Linked DNA regions of Mus musculus: all the other regions are linked to region 2. Evidence: chromatin contacts called from public promoter capture Hi-C data. All regions are on one chromosome and are shown on one strand. The core of a region is the stretch at or near the end of the contact, and the rest is flanking DNA. Distances in the headings are between cores, read along the strand shown.

Region 1 (4,851 bases), core at 226-2,725, 2.4 Mb after region 2:
GTGGAATCAACCAGACCCAAAGTCTACAAACGCAGCGAGCTTCTCCACAGCTCTAAGCCACTCTGAAGCTGGGGTGCTTCATGCTGGGTTTCACTCCTTCTCTACCAAGGATGTTCTTATGCACGTAACCACCACCCAAGCCGGAGGTCGTGAAAAGGTACACAGAGCTAATTCTGTTTCTGATTTTATCACTCTTCTAAGAACAATAAATTGTTTTCTGTCCTTCAAATCCCCAACACCCTTATAAACGATTTCTCATCTGAAACAAAGATACCCATCCTTGCTCTCAATTTCTACAAAGTCTTCAGACCTCGGCTCAACTCACTCTCTCTCAGATGCTCCGGTGTTACCTCCTCTACAAACACCAGTGAAATTCCTTCCACAATGTCACTAACTTTTTAAACAATTTTATTTGATGTATGAGTGCTCTGCTGCATATACATCCCCCTGCCTGAAGAGGGCATCAGATCCTCCTATAGATGGTTGTGAGCCACCAGGTGGTTGTCGGGAATTGAACTCAGGACCTCTGGAAGAACAGTCAATGCTCTTAACTGCTGGGACATCTCACCAGCCCCCCTCCCTCCCCCGGCAAGTTCTAATATTACATTTTAAATTAATGGCTAGGTCCCCCACTGGTCTACAGTTCCATGAGTATTTCCAGTTTGGTTTATCGTTATCTTGAGCACAGTAACAAGCTTATATTAAGGACATAAGAAATATCTGATGTGGGCCAGAGGGCGTAACTCTGCCGGTAGAACTGCCTAGCAGGCCTGCCGCCCTGGGCTGGATGACGTCATAACCCTAGACTTGTATACACCTAGCATGTTGATGCTCTCCTGTAATCCCAGCACTCAGGTGGAAACATGACCAGGCACACTCTGTAGCCAATATAAGACACTGACTCAAAAACAAAACTAAAAGGAAACAGAAACTATAAAATAAGGCAGCTAATGTAGATTTTACTACCTTAACTTCTATATACGGTGCCGAAAATATACTAAGTGCTTATAGTGGTGGCTGGGTGATTGCTTTGTATATTAAAATAAACGCTATGTAAATGGAGAAATTAAATAAAACATCTGGTGGGGTCGTTAGCTTTTGGAGCTCCGTTCTGCTCGACAGTGCACGTCTTGAGTATCCTGCCTATCCTATGCGAAGTCAATGGCCTCTCTTCCCACTGGCACTGGGCTCCACGCGCGAAACCCGGCTGCGGGACCCTCCAGAAGCAGGCGCTGACACTGCAGGGCAGGGCCAATAGGGAGGGCAGAACGGAGCGAGCCTCGCAAAAACCCGCCAAAGCTGATGTCCCCGACCCCTGCGCAGAAACCAGGCACGGCGGGACGCCACGTCGCAAGGGGACCCTGCCTGTCCTCACCGTCCCACTTCCTCCCTCCTTGTAAGCACAGACCCTGAACAGTCACCTCAACCTCAGCTCGGGATCCTTCCAAAATTCCCGCTCTACTCCACGCAGCCGCACTTCCGTTGCCCAGAGCAACAGGTCCCGCCCCCGAGGTGCACTTCCGACTTCCTAACTCTGTAGGGCGTACCATTTTAGATGACAAAGTGGGGGAATCTTTGCGGAGATGATGGCCCAAATTCGCGGGAGAGGGAGGTGCAACCGGCTCACACGCTTTGGGGGGAACCTCAGAGTAGCATGCGCGTTATGGTATGGCCGGGTTAAGCTTTCTTAGAGCTCTGTAGTTGAAGTCAGTGCAGAAGAGATTGAACCAATTGATGGAGGGTCAGGTCTTTTGCATCGGAAGCACCTCGCGCGCGCCCGCATGAGTGAGTGAGTGAGTGAGTGAGTGAGTGAGTGAGTGAGTGAGTGAGTGAGTGAGTGAGTGAGTGAGTGAGAGTGAGTGTGAGTGTGAGTGTGTGTGTCCGTCCGTCCCAGAAGCAGTGAATGTTCAATACATTCGTAAATAACCACCTGAGTGCACCGTCAAGATCAATGAAGCAGTGGACCGAAATTCTACTTTAGATTGAGGGTGCAGCTTGTGCACAGTGCCCAGAATCAACAAGCTCCTGGCTAGCTAAGCATGTGAAGGTGCTTAGGATGGTAGAGGAGAAGCAGAGGCATTACTATTTAGTGAAGCAAAGGATTCCTCTCGGGAATCACTCTTCTACATTTAGGTCTCCACACTGAAATATGAGAAGTTGTTAAAAACCAGCAGCTGAGGGTGAGGGCGATCCCTGAGGGGAATCCTTTACTTCACTAAAGAAACAGATGGCTTCATCCCATCTTCCCACAAAACCTTCCTTCCAAACTCCTTCTAGTTCCAAACTCCTTCTAGGACTGCACCATTCAGCTGTAAATCTGTTAACAATCTATACAGATTAAATAAGCATTCCATGTGTGCATCTAATAACACTTATTAAATTGTTTGTATGAATGTCTACCCCGATACATGAATAACATAGTACCTGTTTTTAATTTATTTTATTTATTAATTTTTGGTTTTTGTTTTGTTTTGAGACAGGGTTTCTCTGTATATCCCTAGCTGTCCTGGAATTCAATTTGTAGATCAGACTGGCCTCGAACTCAGAAATCCACCTGCCACTGCCTCCCAATGGTGGGTTTAAAGGCATGTGCCACCATTGCCTGGCTACCTGTTTTTTTATTAACATTAACTTTTTTTTGTTGTTGTTGTTTTTTTTTTTTTTTGGTTTTTTGAGACAGGGTTTCTCTGTATAGCTCTGGTTGTCCTGGAACTCACTTTGTAGACCAGGCTGGCCTCGAACTCAGAAATCCGCCTGCCTCTGCCTCCCGAGTGCTGGGATTAAAGGCGTGCGCCACCACGCCCGGCAACATTAACTTTTTGCTTATGTTTTCTTAGTCAGGATCCCACTTAGCCCAGGCTGGGTTTTAACTTGCGACATAACTGTGATTGGCCTTGATGTGTTTTGTAAAGTCAACAATATGTTTTAAAGAGCGAGGTACGGTGCAGTGGGTTAGGGTACCTCAGTGGGCCCACGCTAAGGCATCCTTCCCTGCAAGGTACCAGCCATAGGTCTAGTATAGCATAGAGTTTATTCTGTTGAAGGGGGGTTGAGAAGGGAGTAGAGACAGAGAAAGAGCGAGGGGAGAGATAGAATGAGAGAAAGATATGGAGCTGGAACAAAGAGACAAAGAGAAGACGCTGGCCAGGAACATGGAGTGGGGCAGGAGAGGGAGAAAGGAGTCAGAGAGAGAAAAGGGGGTCAGAGAGAGAAAGTCAGAAAGTGAAGAGAGACCAAACAGTCCCTTTTATAGCAACCCCAGTTTACCTGGCAGTTGCTAGGTAACTGCTGGGCGGGGCCTAGAAGTAATGCTAAGGTGTTAACAGGCCTGGAACTCCTAATCCTCCTGCTTCTACTTCCCAAGTGCCTGGGATTGCGAATATGCTCCAACACGTGGCTGGCCAGCATTAACAGTGTTAGTAAGATAAAGGATAGATTTGGATTAGCATCAGCTTTTCCACTCAGGGGCAGACCTCCTTAACTAAGCAGCTAATCTTTCCCCATTCAGTTCACCAGCTAGACTCCCTATGTGAGCCACTAGGTAGGTACTTAAGGGGCGCTCATTTGTAATCCCAGTGCCAGGGAGACAGAGGTAGGCAGATTTGGGGGCTCACTGGCCAGCTAGCATAGCTGACTTGGTGAGTTCCAGACCAATGAGAGACCTTGTCTCAAAAAAGAAAAGAAAAAAAAAAAAAAAAAAAGAAAGAAAGGGAAGGGAAGGGAAGGGAAGGGAAGGGAAGGGAAGGGAAGGGAAGGGAAGGGAAGGAAAGGAAAGGAAAGGAAAGGAAAGGAAAGGAAAGGAAAGGAAAGGAAAGGAAAGGAAAGGAAAGGAAAGGAAAAAGGGGCTGGAGAGATGGCTCAGAGGTTAAGAGTACTGACTGCTCTTCCAGAGGTCCTGAGTTCAAATCCCAGCAAGCACATGGTGGCTCACAACCATCTGTAATGAGATCTGATGCCCTCTTCTGGTGTGTCTGAAGACAGCTACAGTGTACTAACATATAATAAATAAATAAATCTTTAATTAAAAAAAAAAAAAAGAAAAGAAAAGAAAGAAAGTGGATAGAACCCAAGACATGGCACTGACAGTTGTCCTCTGACCTGAACTTCACATGCATACATAGCTGCTAATACAAACATGAGTGTTCATGTACACACATTTAAAAAAATAACAGCCAGGCAGTGGTGGCACACACCTTTAATCCCAGCACCTGGGAGGCAGAGGCAGGTGGATTTCTGGGTTCAAGGCCATCCTGGTCTACATAGTGAGTTCCAGGACAGTCAGGGCTGTATAGAGAAACCCTGTCTCAAAAAACAACAACAAACAAAAACCCAGATGTAGCTGCCTCTACTTGCTTCCTAAACTTGGGTCTGATACCTCTGCACCAGAACAGCTCTGACCTTGAGTTTCTAAAACTTACTGAATACCTTTCTGAATGGTACAGCCTCTTTAACTCTTTCATACCCATTGTGATATATATGTGTATGTACATGTATATATATGTGTGTGTGTATAGATATATGTGTGTATAGACATATGTGTGAACATATATATATGTACACACACACACACGTGTGTGTGTGTGATCTAGGAGTTAATATTAGCAAATAAGATTGGAATGAGATTCTGATGATTGTCTATAGCCAGCTTTTCAAGCAAAATTAACATTACTTGGGAAATCGCAGTCAAGAAAGCTATGAATTTATTTTTATTTAATAAATTGAGACACGAATATGCCCATCCATTTCAGCTCATGATGGAAACAAAATTGAAAGGCTTTTTACACTAATATGCTGACCGTGCAAATGCAAGCCCCCTCCCCGCATCTCCTCAGTCAGCTGGGGCCAGGGAGG
Region 2 (4,490 bases), core at 1,956-4,455:
ATTTTAAAGAATCTCGAATAATTGCATCAGTAGCTGTAATCACAGCACTCGGGAGGCTAAAACATAAGAATTTTGAGTTTGAGACCAAATTAGATTATAAAGGAAGACCCTGTCTTTTGCCAGGTGCCTTTGGCACATGCCTTTAATTCCAACATTCCAGAGGCAGTGGCAGGCAGATCTCTAAGTTCAAAGCCCTTCTGGTCTATATAGAATAAGTTCCAGGACAAAAAAAAAAAAAAAAAAAAAAAAAAACCCTCCAGCCCCCACTAGCCCCAATCAAAGGTGAATAAAGAAAAAGGGGAAGCTGGGTACAGCTTCCTAAGTGTATACCTGTAGTTTGGATACTGATATTACTTGAACCCAGGAGTCTGAAGCCAACCCAAGCAACTGGCATTTAGATGCATGGCTATTAAAAGTTATGGGTAACTATTTTATAATTTAATGCAATGTATTATTACTCCAGATACTGTGAGAAATGAGAAACATCTAACAATAATAAGATAGATACTGTCTAATGGATATAAAAAGTATAATCTGGGCTGGTAGATAGAGGTGCTTGTGGCCAAGGCTAAGAACCTTAGTTCAAACTTCAGGTCCCATCTGGCAGAAACAGAGAACAGACTCCCTCCCACAAGTTGTCCTCTGACCTTCACATGTGTACCATGACAAACAAACGCACACACAATGAATGTAATACAGATTTAAAAATAGGAATCTCTAATCTTCTACCTAAGGGAAAAGATTTTGCTTAACTTGCAGGTCTAATTCTCAAGAAACCAGAGAGTTCACTTTTATTCTTCATCTCAGATCTTGAAACTGCAGAATTCTACAGGTAGTTCCCACTTCCCAGGCGTCTGTGATCAAGAACTGCTACTGTTGAGCTTTGCCATCCCCTAGCTTTCCTAACTCAAACTTCGTGTTTCTGCTGAATGCCTCCAAGTTTCTAAACCTGGTAGGGAAAATGGCCCATGTTGTAGACCTACCATTCCTGGGCCTGAGGCAGAAGGATCAACTGAGCCTAGAAGTACAAAACCAGCTTTGGCAAAGAGAAAGGACCAAAACCTATTTTATGATTTGAGGTGTATTTAACATCATGCTAAAAACTTAAAACCACATCTTCCCCGATATCCTCAAGTCATTTTTCCTTTCTAATCACACTTTCAAGGACGCTTTGGATGGGCTACTTAACTGGAAGATAGCTTCTTCATTGTCCTGTCTTTCCTCAAAATAGGTAAAGCATTTATAACAGTACTGCCCTTATTCCAACCAAATTCAACTACAATTGCTCATTAAGTTCAAGAAACAGTACTTGGACATTTTACCTTTCAGGCTACTACTTAACTTCTACCTTATTTATTACACCTCCTTGTGCCTGGTATTGGCAAACTAGTATTAAATACCAAAAACCAAATGAGTTTAGAATAAATCCAACTAGGTTGAGGGTAGTGACACATGCCTTTCATCCCAGCACTTGGGAGGAAGAGTCAGGTGGATTTCTGTGAGTCTGAGGCTAGGCTGGTCTATAGAGTATGTTCCAGGACAGCCAGAGCGATGTAGAGAGACACTGTCTCAAAATAAGACAAGGAAAACTCCCAACTAATTAAAAGTGTCCACAATTCCAAACTACCCACAGAAGCCACTAGAAGAATGCCCCATTCCCAATTAAGACAGACATTCACAAGGCAAGGAAAAGGCACAATTTATTCTATTTTCCCCATACCCTACCACATAGGTATCTTCATACTTATTCATGAGAATGGAATTGAAACAAAACCTTAATGCAAGCTTTACTTAACCCAAGGATTTGAGACAACTATATTGTTTAATGTTTAGGTTGATTAAATATGGGCTGAGGCCAACACTACCAAAAGACAAGAGAATGTGGAAGAGGGAAAAGTCAAGAGGCCTTAACAAAGAACTACAGGCAACCAAGGAATGCGGAGAGCAAGAGAAATAGTCTTCTCAAGGGAAGAGCACACCAACTGGTTCTCTAATGCCATATTTGATTAGCCCCGAAAACACACGCATAAGTAACAATATATGAACTGAGCAGGTTGTATATATCTACATATTACTAAAGAGACTATGAATTTGAAAGAGCTGAGGGGATAAAGGGAGGGTCTAAAGGGAGGAAAGGGAAAAATGTTATTATGATGTAAAAATATACAATACATATGTATAATAATCACATAAAGCACAATTACATAATATATAAAATATAATTATATAATAAACATATAAAAGAAATAATAGAATAAATAATATTAAGAAAATACGGCTGGGGGGAAGGGGGTCTTGGAAGAAACCTCAAAAGATGAGGGAAGTGTCAGAGAGATAGCTCAGTGGTCGAGAGCGCTCACTACCCTTCCGATGGACCACAGATCAGATCGCAGCACCCACGCTGCTCTCAGCTGCCTGTAATATAGCTCCAGGGGAACAGACGCCCTCTTCCGGCCTCTGCGGGCGCCAGCACACGCAACCCGCAGACAGACAGACACACAACCCGCAGACAGACAATTCTTCCCCACCCCGCAAAGGCGTGCGTGGGCAGAGGAGCTGTGCACACACACGTCTCGATCTGAGTGGGCAGGATTAGAGACCCAAGGATCTCAGTCCTAGCAGCCTACGAGGAAACTCGAGCTTCCACGGAGGAACTCGGAGAGGCGACGACCCTCGTCGCCTCGGTCGTCACCAGCTACAAGCTAGGTCAGGCACGGGCAACCAGGGGCCGCGCGCTCTCTGTCGCTGCGGCCGACAGCCTTCCTGGCACTTGGATCCCACCAACCTCCTCACCACATAGAGAACCGCACAGAGCTTTGCCTGCGGTCGGCCGACCCTGGCTCGGCTGCTCTCCAGAGCGGAGCCCCGAGCACGGAGCAGGATGACTGACTAACCACTGCGCATCCCAGCCCGCCAGCCGACGCGCGGCTGACGACGGCCGGGACAAAGCGGCTCCTTCCAGAACTGCCGTCAGGAGCCGAGCTGCGGAGAAAGAGGCTCCGAGGGGCAGCGACCTCCGGCCTCTCGCACTTTCCGGCCCCAGGCCCCCATCACCTCCGCCGCCCCGGGTGGGAGATTCATCCGCCATGTGCGGTACTCACCCTTCATGGGACGCACTGGAGACCTCGGGCGTCCACACCGCCGCACCCCACCCGGCTCTCCAAGGTAAACAAACGCTCAGGAATCCCTCAACCACCCGACTTCCGCTTCCGGAGCGTGTAAGGCGGAGTCTCGTGCCAAGTCTCTCGAGATCTAGAAATCCTCGCTTCCCCCTCCCCCCCCGCCACGCCCCTCACATTCGAACCTTGGCGCGGCCCTAGGGAAGCTCCGCAGGGTCGAGCAAAGTGGCGATGGTGGGCAGTGCGGTCATTCGCAGCCAGTGCCTGGTGACCGTCGGGGAGAGGATATCGTCATGTATAAAATCCCTCGAACTGGCAGTGCCTGGTGCACTGGTACGGGAAGTCTGAGAGTAGGACTAGGAGGGAAGGCTGCTTGTCAATGGAGACCCCAAAGCCGGAGCCCGGGCGGCGGGGCGGAGGAGCAGACGAGACTGCTCTGCTTGGGCGATGCCCACCCGGTTCTTAGCCGGCCTGGGCAGTAAGGCTCCTGCGCACCGTTGTCTATGTGTGTTTGCAGAGACGAACCCACGCCTCCACTGCCCGTATTCCGCTCGCTCCCGAAGTCTCCGCTCTTCTCGGTTGTTTGCAAGTGTGGCAATGCCAGCTGTTGACTAGCCACTTTTCTCAGATTGCTCCCCGGACCTTGCCCTCCTCTTGGGAATACGATCAGCCTGGAAAGTTTAGTGTCAAAATGGGATACCTTAGGGCTGGAGAGGATAAGAACACTTACTGCTCTTCTTGGAGCCCTGAGTTCAATCCCCAGCAACCACATGGTGGCTCACAGCCATCTGTAATGGGATCTGATGCCCTCTTCTGGTGTGTCTGGAAACAACTATAGTGTACTCATAAATAAAATAAAGCTAAAAAAAGAATACCTTTTCTTTCCACGCCCTGGTCAGATGTCTCGTTCTGTTATTTGGTCCTTGTGACTCTGGTTTTCATCCATTCCCATCCCCACTGACTCCTCATCCAAGTTCTCTCTACACTCCCTGAACAGAGCACCGATGCCCTTCTTCCTAAGTCACTGCCCCTCACCAGCATATCACCAGACAACTGCCGTAGTTATAGTCATATTCAAGCACAACTGGGATGCAAGATATTCAATAACTCCTTGCTGCCAAGGCCAACAATCTTAATTTGGATTCAAAATTCTATTTTCTGATATTTCTCTTTCATTCCCTCACAGTAAAGCAGACCAAATGCAGTAGTTCACGAATACTCATTATGTTTTTATAGCTTGCCAGTGTTCCCTTATGCTTAGAATATTGCCACTCCCCTACACACACACACCCCACCACCTCACCACCACCACGACCTCCAGATGTTGACATTGATATTACATCCATTCTCTAAGACTTTACAGGGAATGAG
Region 3 (4,461 bases), core at 1,896-4,395, 2.1 Mb before region 2:
GTGCCTCAGGGATCTGGCGCAGCACCCAGATGGGAGCGCCAAGATGTCGGACCACAGGGAGAGGCTGAGGAACTCGGCCTGCGCCGTGTCTGAAGGCTGCACCCTGCTATCTCAGGCTTTAAGGGAAAGGTCTTCACCCAGGACTTTACCGCCAGTGAATTCCAATTCTGTGAATTAGCACTCCCCACGCTCCACCCCCACCCCAGCCCCTATACCTGTTTTCCACCCCAGGCTAAAGGAAGACACTTAACCCCTCCCCTCTCCATTTATACCAAAGAATCCATAGGTGATCCCCTCCCTCATGTTAAATGCTCAAGAGGAATTTTCCAGAAGGCAGGGCCATGCAATCATCAAGTACTCAGAGGGCCTGGGTGTCCACCAGCCCACTATAGGGACTCAGACACAGAGAAGATGGGTAGTCTGCTGGCTGCAGGGTTAACCCTACACACTCGAGCCCCTCAACTCAGTTATCAATTGGGCAGGAAAGAGGTCATGGGCTCATTTCTTCCTTCTTTTTAATTAATGAAAGGTTACCTCAGTTTTCCCTCCTTTAGACATGGATGTAGCTACCTTTTTGTATGTCGTTATTTTTGTTGAATTAGAGTATACATGGTGTGAAAAAGAGTATGACTTTGCCATATGATTTGCAAGTGGGGGGGAAAGCTACTGTGAGCGTGTGTTTTATTTTTTAAATTACACTATAGAGTGATTTCCCCCCCCCCCCAATGTCAAGTTTTTACCCTGCATGTACTGGAGTATTTATTTCATCTATTAAATTGTTATGTTTCTCAGATGGCTTTTCGCAGTTACTGTCTTTTCACTAACTGTGCATGCCGCCTGCCATCTGTGGGAAGGAGCTGTGGGGGGAAAAAGGTTTACATCCATTGGCAAGTGAATCCCCAGTGCCTAACCATTTCCACTCTAAAATTCCATTTTCCCTCTGGTATTATTCCTCTGAGCATCCTTGCACCCTAGAAAGACAAATGTATGTGATCTATTTTTAAAGGCAATCGAATGTGATTGGACTATGCAGTGCGTGGGGGAGGACTGTTAGTGGGGAGGACTGTTAGTGGGGAGGACTGTTAGTGGGGAGGACTGTTAGTGGGGATTTTGTCTTCTTCCCTCTAGTTTTTCTGGAAAGTAACCTAGCTCTCTTTGTCCTCCACTCATTTCTCTATTATAATGAGCCATAGGTTCAGGCTTACTGAAATCTGATTTGTATTCGGCCTGTCATTTTCAGATTAAAGTACTTCCTAATACTGTGTGGGGTGCTGCCTTGCCAGCTCACAGAATTTTGCATGGGACTTAACAGCACTGTATCAACTGATCCTTTAGCATCTTCAGTGAGGCTAGGCCTAACCCAGAAATCTCTATGACTTTATAGAAGGTTCTAGGCAGTTTGATAAAAGAGTCTATCCTCTGGACTTAGAACTTTCTAGAGCATGCTTGTCAGTGGAGGGCTTGTTTTTATGACCTTGATTCAAGTGGCTGGTTGGGTATTGAAAGAGTATTTTGTTGATTGAAATCATGTCGAGGTAGTTTGGCTTTTCTGTAGATAAATAAATTTGGGATGGACTTTTTAAGGGGGAGTTTATGGCTTGTTGAAGACACTGTTGAATAGTTTCTTACTAAATAGAGTGACAAACTTATCTATAGCCTTGAAACCTGGATGAGCCACATGCGCAAAAAACTCCTGTAGGCTTTCAGTGTATCATTTACTTTTTCAGGGGGTTTTATTGTGCTTAAACCTTTCCAGTGCCCACAGATCTGAAAAGTTGTCACCATAAAATGTTAGCAGCAAAATGAAATTTAACTTATAAAATCAATTTTTCCCACACTTTCTAAAAAAAAAAACTTAAAGTAATAGTGTGTATACATTTTATTTTCAATGGTCAGAGCAAACCTGGCTGTTGCTCACACCTCTCATTTCAACACTTCAGAGACTGAAGTCGAAGTCTTGCCATAAGTCTGAGGCCAGCATAGACAGTTGGTGTCTCAGCACAGCAAATATGCATTAGGAATTAAGTGAGAAATGGTCAAAGGAGCAGTTGTTTTCTCTAATTAGATCTTGCAAGAGTTATAAAGTAAAATGAAGTGACCTTGGGTATGCTCCTACCCCCCCCCCCCCAGTTCTTTTGTAAAGTTTAGTCTAGATCAGCTGCAGGTAGATTGGCAAGAGGGCTGCCAAAAGAAGTCCTATGTACACATGGAAATTATTTCTATTCGTTGGGTTTACACAAATGATAAAGTCTAAATTTCCTATGGTTCCTTTAGTCTGCAGATATCACAGAGTAAACTGAAAGGAATTAAGAGCCAGAAGAACTAATCCTTGAAGAACTAATTTTAAAACTGCAAGCCAAAAGGCAAAAAGACTTGCCCTATCTCCTTGCATGACATTAACTAGCTAGTCTCCACATTAAATTTGAAACTGCTCTTTCTCACAGAGTTTCTCACAGTTGTCTCAGTGCTTGTGTATGTGATAGGGGTTGAGTGCGGAATGTTAAAAATCTCTGTCCTTGAGAAATGTGATATTTAATTTCTTTTTTTGGTTTATAAGGGTCGGGGTTTGTCTGACAGTAGGTGCCTTGAAATTTTCTCTGTCTTTTCAAGCAGGTTTTTAGAAGCCAGAGTGAGTAGCACACAGTTCCGTTCTGTGTGTGTCTGCAGTGCCTGGTTAGGGACTTGGGCACTGGTCTTTGGCATTCTAATTTCCTTCCAATATATTAGTTGCCAAACTTCTCTTTTAAATAATCCTTGATTTTTTTTTTTTTAAAGAAGTACATCAACCTATTTCATAATAGGCTGTAATGAGGTCAGCAGAGTTACTGGTTCCAGAAATAAAATCAGAACGGCCTCATTCCACTCAGCCTTCTTTTTATAAATATGTAAATTAAGCTTCACCACCACTAACTTCAGTCCAACCCTGGGTTCTTCTGACTTTTCTGGGTCAAGGTTTGTAAGTCAGGTTTAATGCAGAGTCCTTTCTGACCAAGAGATGCCAAGAACCTCCTTAGGCATGCTAAAGAGAAAGACAGAAAACCAGCTAAAACCAGCTAAGTTCCCCGAACAAAAGCCATTGTCTATGACAGTCAACCGAAGGAAATGGGACAGAGCAGGCTTTCAGGCATGACCAGGGGGAAAAGAGATCAAAACAAGACAAGAAGCCTTTCTTTGTCAGTTTAAAGTTTGGGCTTTCTTATTCATCCTGAGTTCTTGGTAAGAATGCAAATCAATCTCTCTCTCTCTCTCTCTCTCTCTCTCTCTGTGTGTGTGTGTGTGTGTGTGTGTGTGTGTGTGTGTGTGACTGTCATTCTGGAAACATCAGTTAACGGCTGAATGGTAGTTATTTTTCACTTTCCTTTTAAAGCTGGTATAGGGGTCTGAGATATTTTGCAGTTTGAGACAGCTAATTTTAACAGGAACACCTGTTTTTTTTCTGAATGAATGTGACTGGTGAACAGGCAGAATGGCGGGGGTTGGACAGAGGACCTCCAGAGTTAGCAACTGAGCAGTGCACAGAGACTGAGAGGACTTGGAGAAGAAATCCACAGACTTAGCACCTCTGCCTGCGGCTGCTGCCTGGCTTGACCTTTGACTCTAGTAGCTGAATGAGTTCTTAAGGAGACCTGGGTTTTAAGGGCAGATCCTCTCAGCGCTTGCTTGATTATTTACTTTGGGTATCTGTGACTAATTGGTCCAATTTGCTTAAGCAAAGTTTCTGGGAGTGATCTGCTTCCCCCTACAATGATAAAGGCTCAAAAACTGTAGTTGTCTAGATATAAGGAAACGCCGCTTTTAGCAGGGGCCTCTGTGATTGAGGTCAGTTTAACAGAATTGGGGTCAATTTAACAAAGCAGGGAGCCCATTAAGATCAGAGGCTATAATGCCTGGCATATATGTATTTTGGTTTTGGTTTTGGTTTTTAAATGAAACTAATAAAATGCCTGCAACAAGATTACATAAGCAAGTAGTGAAATAGTTCCTGTAGGTGGAAGTTATAATGGCCATTTACTGGGCCAAAAGGCAGTGGGAGCCAACTAGGATACAGACAGCTGTGAGTGATGCCTTGCTCTGGACTCAGTACTGCTGTGTGGTCCAAGGACCTTCAGCACCAGCACTATTCTGGATGCCACCTCAGCTTTGTTCACTAGAAGCTGCTCTGTGTTGTATCAGGCTCTCCAGGTGACTGATGCATGCCCAGGTTGGAGCCTCCCTGCCCTATAAAGTATGCAGGTTTCTTTTTTATCTTTAAATCCAGAATACACCCCTTGTGTGTCAGGAGGCTATATCATTTCTATGAGCTTCCCCTTTGCTCTGGTGTCCTTTTCTCTTGGACATTGTGAGCTTAAACCTAAGTCTTTGTATGTGGCAAGCAAGTGCTCTGCCACTGAGGTATGTCCTCAGGCCCGAGGAACTCTTAGATTGATCTTTGAGGGTGTGTGTGTGTGTATCTGATGTGTG

What was found. Promoter capture Hi-C pulls out the DNA fragments that hold promoters and counts their contacts.
Region 1: a contact with region 2 is called in a promoter capture Hi-C map of liver, with 4 times the contacts expected there. The contact joins the promoter of Fanci here to the promoter of Ramac in region 2. A contact is called at or near these places in 2 of 39 promoter capture datasets (liver and pre-B cells), 1 of 484 Hi-C or Micro-C datasets (CD4 T cells) and 1 of 9 other capture datasets (adipose tissue).
Region 3: a promoter capture Hi-C map of pre-B cells shows a contact between it and region 2, with 4 times the contacts expected there. The contact joins the enhancer-like site here to the promoter of Ramac in region 2. A contact is called at or near these places in 2 of 39 promoter capture datasets (liver and pre-B cells), 2 of 484 Hi-C or Micro-C datasets (B cells and CD4 T cells) and 1 of 115 datasets of contacts at active chromatin or transcription factors (astrocytes).

What each region holds. Positions count from the first base shown.
Region 1 is chr7:79,388,962-79,393,812 of GRCm38.p6, reverse strand. It overlaps Fanci (Fanconi anemia, complementation group I), which reads right to left and starts at 1,475. Exons shown (of 38, transcript NM_145946.2): 1 at 1,422-1,475. It also overlaps a transcript of Rlbp1 not described here.
Region 2 is chr7:81,761,668-81,766,157 of GRCm38.p6, reverse strand. Ramac (RNA guanine-7 methyltransferase activating subunit) reads right to left here and starts at 3,205. Exons shown (of 3, transcript NM_025997.2): 1 at 3,102-3,205.
Region 3 is chr7:83,877,850-83,882,310 of GRCm38.p6, reverse strand. It overlaps Tlnrd1 (talin rod domain containing 1), which reads left to right. Exons shown (of 1, transcript NM_030705.4): 1 at 1-1,816. The coding sequence ends at 178. Among named protein-coding and RNA genes, the nearest start is that of Tlnrd1, 4.3 kb to the left of the region's middle. Within about 2 kb of position 3,145, at least 81 of the 459 cell types and tissues checked have an H3K27ac peak or open chromatin away from gene starts, as enhancers often do. A contact at or near this core is called in B cells, astrocytes and pre-B cells, where this site is marked.